Regions from separate parts of the Mus musculus genome. Here regions 1 and 3 are each linked to region 2. The links are chromatin contacts, called in public HiCAR-type and HiChIP or PLAC-seq maps. All regions are on one chromosome and are shown on one strand. The core of a region is the stretch at or near the end of the contact, and the rest is flanking DNA. Distances in the headings are between cores, read along the strand shown.

The links. HiCAR-type assays count read pairs that join an accessible place to other places. HiChIP or PLAC-seq counts read pairs in DNA pulled down with a chosen protein or histone mark.
Region 1: a HiCAR-type map of embryonic stem cells shows a contact between it and region 2, with 3 times the contacts expected there. The contact joins the promoter of 1700104L18Rik here to the enhancer-like site in region 2. A contact is called at or near these places in 2 of 39 promoter capture datasets (liver and neutrophils), 1 of 15 datasets of contacts at CTCF or cohesin (CD8 T cells), 10 of 484 Hi-C or Micro-C datasets (CD8 T cells, bone marrow-derived dendritic cells, embryonic fibroblasts and 5 more), 14 of 115 datasets of contacts at active chromatin or transcription factors (CD8 T cells, the SCID.adh cell line, T-cell acute lymphoblastic leukemia and 6 more) and 1 of 9 other capture datasets (embryonic stem cells).
Region 3: a contact with region 2 is called in an HNF4G HiChIP or PLAC-seq map of pancreatic cancer cells. The contact joins two enhancer-like sites. A contact is called at or near these places in 18 of 484 Hi-C or Micro-C datasets (CD8 T cells, Th1 cells, Th2 cells and 8 more), 26 of 115 datasets of contacts at active chromatin or transcription factors (CD8 T cells, the SCID.adh cell line, T-cell acute lymphoblastic leukemia and 12 more) and 1 of 9 other capture datasets (embryonic stem cells).

The regions. Positions count from the first base shown.
Region 1 is chr12:54,232,139-54,234,973 of GRCm38.p6, reverse strand. It overlaps 1700104L18Rik (RIKEN cDNA 1700104L18 gene), which reads right to left and starts at 1,359. Exons shown (of 3, transcript NR_108033.1): 1 at 1,222-1,359.
Region 2 is chr12:54,311,864-54,314,590 of GRCm38.p6, reverse strand. No RefSeq gene overlaps it. Among named protein-coding and RNA genes, the nearest start is that of Gm35895, 38 kb to the left of the region's middle. Within about 2 kb of position 1,305, at least 196 of the 459 cell types and tissues checked have an H3K27ac peak or open chromatin away from gene starts, as enhancers often do. A contact at or near this core is called in CD8 T cells, the SCID.adh cell line, T-cell acute lymphoblastic leukemia and 11 more, where this site is marked.
Region 3 is chr12:54,186,753-54,189,452 of GRCm38.p6, reverse strand. All of the region lies in intron 1 of Egln3 (egl-9 family hypoxia-inducible factor 3), which reads left to right. Among named protein-coding and RNA genes, the nearest start is that of Gm40424, 11 kb to the right of the region's middle. Within about 2 kb of position 1,427, at least 76 of the 459 cell types and tissues checked have an H3K27ac peak or open chromatin away from gene starts, as enhancers often do. A contact at or near this core is called in CD8 T cells, the SCID.adh cell line, T-cell acute lymphoblastic leukemia and 6 more, where this site is marked.

The DNA of each region.
Region 1 (2,835 bases), core at 110-2,609, 80 kb after region 2:
TGTATGTTGGAAGTATGTGATCACTATTTAATTTTGAGTTTATAGGGATTACAGTTAAGAGATTGCTTTGGGCCTCAGAAGACGCTTTGAACTTTTAAACAGTGTTGAGACAGTGATGGGCTATGAGGAGTTTTAAAGTTGGTCTGAATTCACTTTTTCATTATCATATGGCTACAAGCACTACTTGAGAAAGATCAGGGGGTGAGGCTTTGTCAGAGGAGCCCAGTCTTCTCTCTCTCTCTCTCTCTCTCTCTCTCTCTCTCTCTCTCTCTCTCATCATGATGTTAGCTGTTCTGCTCTGCCATGCTCTCCCTGAGATGATGGGCAAGAACTTTTAACCAAAATGAAACTTTTTTCTTTTCTTTAAGTTATGTTTGTCACATGAAATTTCAAGTTCAGTCCAAAACAACTGAAACCACTTTACAATAAGGAGTCTCTTCTGGTTTAAAACTATTCTTTAAGGAATATTCCAGGCTTGGGGCTGTTTTCCTCTAGAGCCAGAGGATAAGGAGCCCTGAGAGTCTGGCTGCCATTCCCCCTATTCCCCCTAAATAGCCACCAATCCTAATTCCCAGTTTCCTTCTGTGTCACTCAACACATTTTTTTGGGGGGGCTTAGGAAATTCTTCCATACCCCAGGTCAGCTGTGTGAAGTCAGGCCTGGGTGGTCTCTCAGCATTATTACTGCATGACATTTGACTTCAGTCTCCTGTGCCCTGTGGTGATTCCATGCTATAGGTGTGAGCTTAGCTGGCAATTTTTCTGGCAATCAAGAAACAATTGTTTATGCTCTGAACTCCTCCGAATGGATCTATTTGTTGCTGACTCTTTCCACTGCTGACTGGCTTCTCGACCATTTAGTTCCCTGTGGTGAGGGTGGTAGGAGCCCCTACCTTTACATCTAAACTCTCTTCACCTGTCTACCCTCTGTACTTGAGCTTCGTGGCCTAGCATGTGCTCACTGTGATAAATACCTTGATGAAAGCAAGTTGAGAAGGCCTGGGTTTGTTTGGCTTACACGTTCTGATCAAAGTCCATCACAATGGCAGAGCAGGAACACAAGCAGAAGAACCAGGAACCCTGAAGGAACTCTGTCACTGCCTTGCTCGCCGTAGCTGCCACAGCTGGCTGTCTTATACCTCCTGCTTGGGGTGGCACAGCTCACAGTGGGCTGGGCCCTCTCACCTCAATCATTAATCAAGAAAATGTCCCCCAGACTTACCTACAGGGCAATCTGATGAAGGCATTTTCCCAGTTGAGGTTCCCTCTTGTTTGAGCCAACAAAAACCTACCCAACACAGTATATCTCTTTCTTATCCTCCCTCTCTGTTTTGCCTTTTAGCAAACTTATTCTCCCTCTGAACTCTTTAAAGAATTCTGGGAAAATTCCATCTTCGTCATGTCAACACCTACATTTCTTTTGTCATAGGTTCGGTAACTACAAAAGCCATATAGCCCCTGTAGTGTGTTTTGCATTGTGTGTGTGCTCTAAATTCCCCTTCTGTTGAAACCTGAGAACCTTAAATTTCCCATTCATTGTTTTTCAGTGGAATGTTTTCACACTGAGCCTTACCCGCAGAGTCAGGGCTTGTTGTCCAACCAGTCAGCTAACCCAACAGCCACACCTTCTGTTAGAAGAAGCCTTGAGTTCATTTTCCTGATGAACTGTTTCTATGTGAGTCTTCATGGCAGCCATGTTGAATGTGAATTCCCATGTATAGAAAAAAAGAGGTGAATGGATGCTGCTGCCCTCGCTGCCCTCCAGGAGCCTGCCTGGCACTCCTCCCAGACTGTGCAGTTCTTCAATCAGCGAGTCATTTAGTGCCCCGGAGGGTTTGTCTCCTGGGGCTGCGTACAGGAATTCAGGTGGTGGGAGGTGGATATAAAATTGGCATAGGAACTGCTGGCAAAGACTGGGATGGGAGAGGAAGGCCAGTAAATTACAGCAAATCCCAGAGGCAGAGAATTTTAAGAAAGAATATATAAAGTTGACAATCTTAAAACCTCTTTCCTTCACATCACCAGAGAGCCCGTAACTCTCAGAAAGTCTTCATGGCCTTTCAGAGATTCACGCGAGCCATTCGAAGACCTTAGCCTTGCAGTAAAACTGCACCCTGAACCCCTGGCATGGCTTCGAAGATGTTGAAAATGAAAACTTTTTGGATTTAGGCAAAACCCTTTCACTTTTAACAAAGCCTGGAATTATCTTGCTGTGAACTTAAGAAATTTAGTTTGACACGCTAAGCCGGGTAATGGCTTTGTTCTAGTTAGGAATTCAGCCTTCCCCTGGAGTGGTAGAACCCATTGATTCACAGAGAGAGGGGTCATAGGGCACCACCACTTACGGGGAATGAAAATTACTGTGGCTTAATATTTCAAGGGTAGCATGCTGCTTTTATCTTTCATTTGGAGCTGGGATTAAACTAACTCTGAGTTACAGGGCTGAGGGACTGGCGAGATACAGAAACAGATTTTGATATAAGAAAAGGGAGACTGTGAAACAATGGGAGACTAGCCTCATGGAGCCACATGTCACCCGAGGCCTCTGCCTGCTCACATCTAAGTAAGACTGACTCTCCCACATGCCCGTGTTTCTATCAAGTAACCATCCAGAGCTGTCTCTTTGTGGTTAATACTGGAACCAGGTGTCTGGTACATCACATTTATTGGTCATCCTTGGCATATAAATTCTTTTCTTTTTATACTGAAAATATTTCTTCATAACAATGTATTCTGATCACAGTTTCCCCTCCCTCATCTCCTTCAAGGTCCTCCCCACTTCTCCACTCATCCAACTCTATGCCTTTCTTCTCTCTCTTTAGAAAACAAACAGGCA
Region 2 (2,727 bases), core at 56-2,555:
TTCAAAAGCACCCTTCTGTCTCTGAGACCTCTGCTTGCTTCTCTCACGGGTTTTGAAAAAGTAACATTTCGGCTGGTGAGATGGTTCAGCTGCTGAAGGTGCTGACTGCCAAGCAGAAGATCTGAGTTCAATACCAGGAATGCACAGAGTGGAAGGAGACAATAATATCCACAATTGTCCTCTGACCTCCACAAGAGAGCTGAGCCATGTGAGCTGTGTGTGTGTGTGTGTGTGTGTGTGTGTGTGTGTGTGTGTGTGTGAAAAGAAAAAAGTGACATTAGCCCAGGTGTGGTGGTGCACACCTTTAATCCTAGGAGTCAGGCAGGTGGATTTTTATGAATTTGAGGCCAGCCTGGTCTGCATAGTGAGTTCCAGGACAGCCAGGGCTATGCAGAGATGCCCTATCTTAAGCCCAAACAAAGTAATCAAAAAACTAACAAAACAAAACAAGAGAAAGGAAGAAAGAAAGAAAGAAAGAAAGAAAGAAAGAAAGAAAGAAAGAAAGAAAGAAAGAAAGAAAGAAGGAAAGAAAGGAAGGAAGAAAGAAAGAAAGAAAGAAAGAAAGAAAGAAAGAAAGAAAGAAAAGGGAGTGAAATTTGCATATCACAAATGCAGGAAGAAAGAAAGCCTTTTTATAATGTGCCCTAATTTGGGGGGGGGGGGGAGTACTTGGAAGAGTTAAAGGAGGCTTGCCATTCTTTTGTTCCCTCCGGAGACTCAGACTTTCAACCCTGTAGGTCCAGAACTTAACTGGAGTTCCTGCAGCATTCACACATTCAGCGAAGAGTGCTTCTAATTCTGTCTTTCAGCCGTCAGGCACGTAGGCAATTTCCTTTTATAAAGTTGGTGGTTAGAACTAAACAGGTGCAAGTTACAGGAAATGCAAACTATTCCCCACACCAAGAGAGATGCAGTTGATAAGGGACTCCCCGCCCCCACCCCCTTCAAAAGTTCCCTCCATCAGCTCCCAGTCTCCCAGGGTCTTGACTCCTACAGCACCCCTCCCTCCCTCGCATCCCTGTCAGTGAGCCAGCCAGCCAGCCAGCCAGCCAGTCTGCAAGCCTGAGTGCTCTCTCTACAAAGAAACATCAGGACTAGGAGAAGGTCAAGATCATGCAAAGGAAGGACCACCCTCAGGCTCCTCTCGGCCCTTACCCTCCTGCCCCTCTTTCTGTGAAAACGAGCCTACCTAGCATCTTGGGGCTGGGGACCCCTCTGAGCGTGTGGAACCCGCAGGCGGGCTAAGCGGGGGCGGTCCCCTGCCGGGAGGTGGGCAGGGTTCACCGAGCAGATGGTGCTGACTCACGCTCTCGCTACGTGAGCCTTGGTGGCAGGCAGGGCCAGGTTGGGCCGGGCGGGACCGGGACTGAGTCCTGCCTGGTGCCTGGCTACCTGCCCGCGGCTCACCCCGAGGGACTTCGCCCTGGCCCCAGTGCAGCCCCACCCTGATGGCCCTGAGGATGGCTTTACAGTGGGAGCTGATCTTTGGTCCCAGGTGCAGCTAGACAGGAGAAATCCGGGTTTCTGTACATGCCCTTCCCTCGAGCCTCTTCTTGACCTCCTGGGAGTCCACAGAAGCCCCGGAGCTGGCCCCTGGCTTCTTTCTTTTATGGCCTCTTATCTAAGTGAAGACGTTTCAGAATTACTCTAGGTTTTTTGTTGCTTTCAAAAATCTCTTGGTCTCTAAGCAACCCAGTGTGATGTAGAAAGGACAGGCTCCCTTTATCCATTGACAGCGAGGAGCTCAAGACCCGCCTTTGTTCAATGTTTTATCAGTTGACCACAAAGAGAACTTTTAGCACCGCACAGAGGAGCACTTGGCATTAACGTAACCTTCTTTGGTGACAGGTCCCAGTCTCATGTTTCAGTGGAAAGTCAGGTGACAGAGAAAAGGGGATCCAAGTGTATTGGTATACGCCCCAGACTGAAAAATCAGAAGTCAAGGTCATTCTTAGCTACCTAGCCAGTTCAAGGCCAGCACAGGCCAGCACAGGCTGGCTACCTGGTCTCCACAAGCCTTCACACTCCGCCAAAATCAAGTGGGGATTCTAATGAATGTGTCAAATTACCCCCACTTTTTCTTTAGTGCTGCCCTTTCTGGCACAGTTAAAGGGAGAGTAGTGCTTGCAGGGGACTAGGCAGGTCTTTGGGTGTGGTGGTGGGGATACTGACTTTCAGCTTCAAGTGCAGCGGGTGGTCCCTGGGCTTGTAACACCAACAGGATAGCCTAGGGGTCCTGAGCGGCCCCTATGGATACCTGACTTATTTCAGGGCTGCAGTAAGGCGCTAGCTGCAAATGGCATTTCTGTAGCTGCAATGGTCGTGGCAATGAAACAGGATATTCTTTTCTTTGTTGAAGATAACTGGATGGGGAAAATGTCAGTCATTGACTACTTCAGAAAAGCCTGCTTTGCTCTTGTTTGTTTGTCTTGGGAAACCAGTAGAAACAAGCAAAACTGAAATGAACTTTGGGTTGTGGGGGTGGCAGCAGGTGGCATCTCCTGTCTTTAATCCTAGCACTCAGGAGGCAGAAGCAAGCAGTTACAAAACCAAGAGTTCAAGGGCAGCCTGAACTACATTTGAATTCCAGGGCTACACAGAGAAACCTTGTCTCAACAAAACAAAACAAAACAAACAAAAACCCAGGACCAACAACAACAAAAACAAAACCCCAAACAAAACTAAACAAACAAGGAAAGAAAAGCACAAACGAAGGGGGTGGATTCC
Region 3 (2,700 bases), core at 178-2,677, 130 kb after region 2:
TTCCTACCCATGGAGACATAATTAAGCAATAATATTAAATCCCCCCCCCAAAAGGAGAATTAAAAAACACTCTTGAAAAGCTGTTGCTAATATTTGTTTAGTAAGTAAGAGGTCCAATTTGTCAGTAGACCAAAATTTAAAGGCTGTTCAGCCAGATATCTTTACAGTTCTACTGCTCATGGTTTGGCTTTTCGTTGTATCTCCTTTTGACTGCATCTCCTTTTGTTAGACAGGCTACTCTAAAATGTGTGATGCTCCTGCTTCAGCCACCTCAGGAACTGAGTAACAGCTGTGAGATACTGTTTCAGGCTTAAACAATATCTGTATATCAATTGTTAATTGTTATAAATAAAATGATCAGTTTTAAAAAGTTTTTTGCTCAGTAAAAATTTGCATAACATGCAACTTTGCATTTGTAAAGATCAAGTTATACCAAGAAATATGATTCCAAAGTCCTGAGCAATGTGTAATGTGATATATATATACTCATTTTAATGAAAATGCATGGTATGGCTTCTTTCTTTTTGAGCGGCTAGGAGCCAGACCTATGCTGTGGCACATGTTAGGTGTGACTCTACTGCTTGCCTCCACCCCCTCCTCCACCCCCATCTGCAGTTTGATCTGTAGAGAAGTACTAAGTGTGAATGATCATTGTTGCTGAGTGAACAGTTGAAGCTGTGCATACTGGTTTTAAAACTGTCTCCTTACTCTAGCTGTGGCTGGTTGCTTTGGAACATCCAGTTGAGGCCTTGGAGTGTCCACCCTGGGCTTGATCTCTGAACACAGTAATTCTCCCACAGCCCCTCACAGATGCATGGTTTTCTTTTCTCCTGGTGGCCTTTTGTAAAGTAGATTTTATACTTGGATTCTGCTTTAGTTCTTCTATATGTGTGCACTTCTTCTTGCCTGAACGTGACCATGGAGGTGTCTTGAAGCACATATCTCTGGTGTTGAGCCAGCTCGGGAACACCTGGTTCATTCCTCTCATTTCCTGTTGCTACAGAGCTGTGGAGAGGCCTCTGGGGATGGGGGGTTTGTGCCGGGGCCAGTGCCGGGGCCAGTGCCGGGGCCGGTGACACGTCAGAGAATGTGCAGAATCAGAAGACACGCTGATTCATCTGCAAGCCCAGGCCTAGAACCAGGGGTACAGTGACCATGCTACCACAGGGACACTGATGTGCTATTAAACTGCTGTAGATTTCAAGTATTGGTCAAGTCAGGAAGTTTTTACCAATAAAAAACCCCTATAGTAAGATACCTTCCTCGTTCCCATAAAACAATGAAGTGTTGCAACATTTCCCTCGGACCTGCACTCTGGCTCCTTTTACAGACTTGATGAGGTTTAGATAACAGATCTGATAAGCCCATCAGTTTCCGGAGTCTGTTACTGCCCCGTGCACAAATTGGCATGGGTCTGATGACTCAACACTGAGGTTTGCCCATCAGTGCATCCTTAGCTTCACAGTTTGAGATCCTGGCAGTTGGGAATGTGTCTGAGCCAAAACCCATCTCCTATGGCACTCAGCCAGAAACCTCAGTGGTACAATTGGTCAGTAAGGTTGCGGCGGGACCTTTGAGCGGCCCGTGGTTTCCTCCCATTGTTTAAACGTGGTGCACATGGCTTCTGGAGTCAGAGAGAGGGTGACTTGCACTCTGGCCAGAAAAAAAGATTTTTTTTCCCCTTCCCTTCACAACGTGTATGCTCACAATTAGAGAGGTGTCTTAGTGGTAAGTCCACAAGGAACTGTGCCGGCACATTCTCTCTTTTATACCTGCAGCAGTTAGTGGAGGGTGTGTTTGTGGGAACAGTCTGTATTTCCTGCCTGTATTTTAATTCAAGCTGAGTTCTAAAGCCCATTTGTGCTTCTTAATGTGCTGCAAGACACTGCTCTCTCCACACACGGTACACTGAGCTCCGATCGAGTCTTCTCTCTCTTTGGACGTTGGAGGACTGTGTCAATTACTTGTCTCGTTGCTGTAACAAAACACCCGAAACACCGGACAAAAGCAACTGAAGGAAGGAAGGATTTATTTTGGCTCAAGTCCCAAGGCACAGTGCATTGTGGCAGGAAGTCGTGGTGCAAGCTCAAAGCAGCTGGTCAGGGTGATTCCACAGTCAGGAAGCAGAGGGAAAAGGATGCTGGTGGCCAGCTAGCTCGTTTTCTCCCTTTTTAGTTAGGACAGGTCTTTCCACCTCAATTAACCCAATCTACAAAATCTATCTCGGACAAGCCCAGAGATCTGTCTCCAAGGTGATCCTACATCCTGTCAAATCGGCAATCGATATAAACTGCACAGCCCGTCCTCCTCATCATGTGAAATAGCCTGGGACCACAGACAGTTGCAGACGAGGTAGATGGCAGGCATCCAGACCACTGACCTTTTCTGGGAGCAGAGCTGTTTGGGAATATAAAGCTAAAGCACTGACTGACAGCAGGGGAGACTGGGATGGTGGGGGAAATCATGGAGTAATGGTGCTAAGTGACTTTCATTGTTGGCCCTTACACTTCTGGCCACTGCTTCCAGGAATAGGTAATTCCCTATGTTGTAGGCAACTTCATTTGTCTCTTCCTCTCCAGCCACACCAGCAATCACCCTTTTTCAAGACACCATCTATTTGATAATGCCATAATTTGTCAAATCCTTATTACAGTCACTTCAAAATCCAACTTTCGGGGAGACAGACGTTCAGGCTAACAG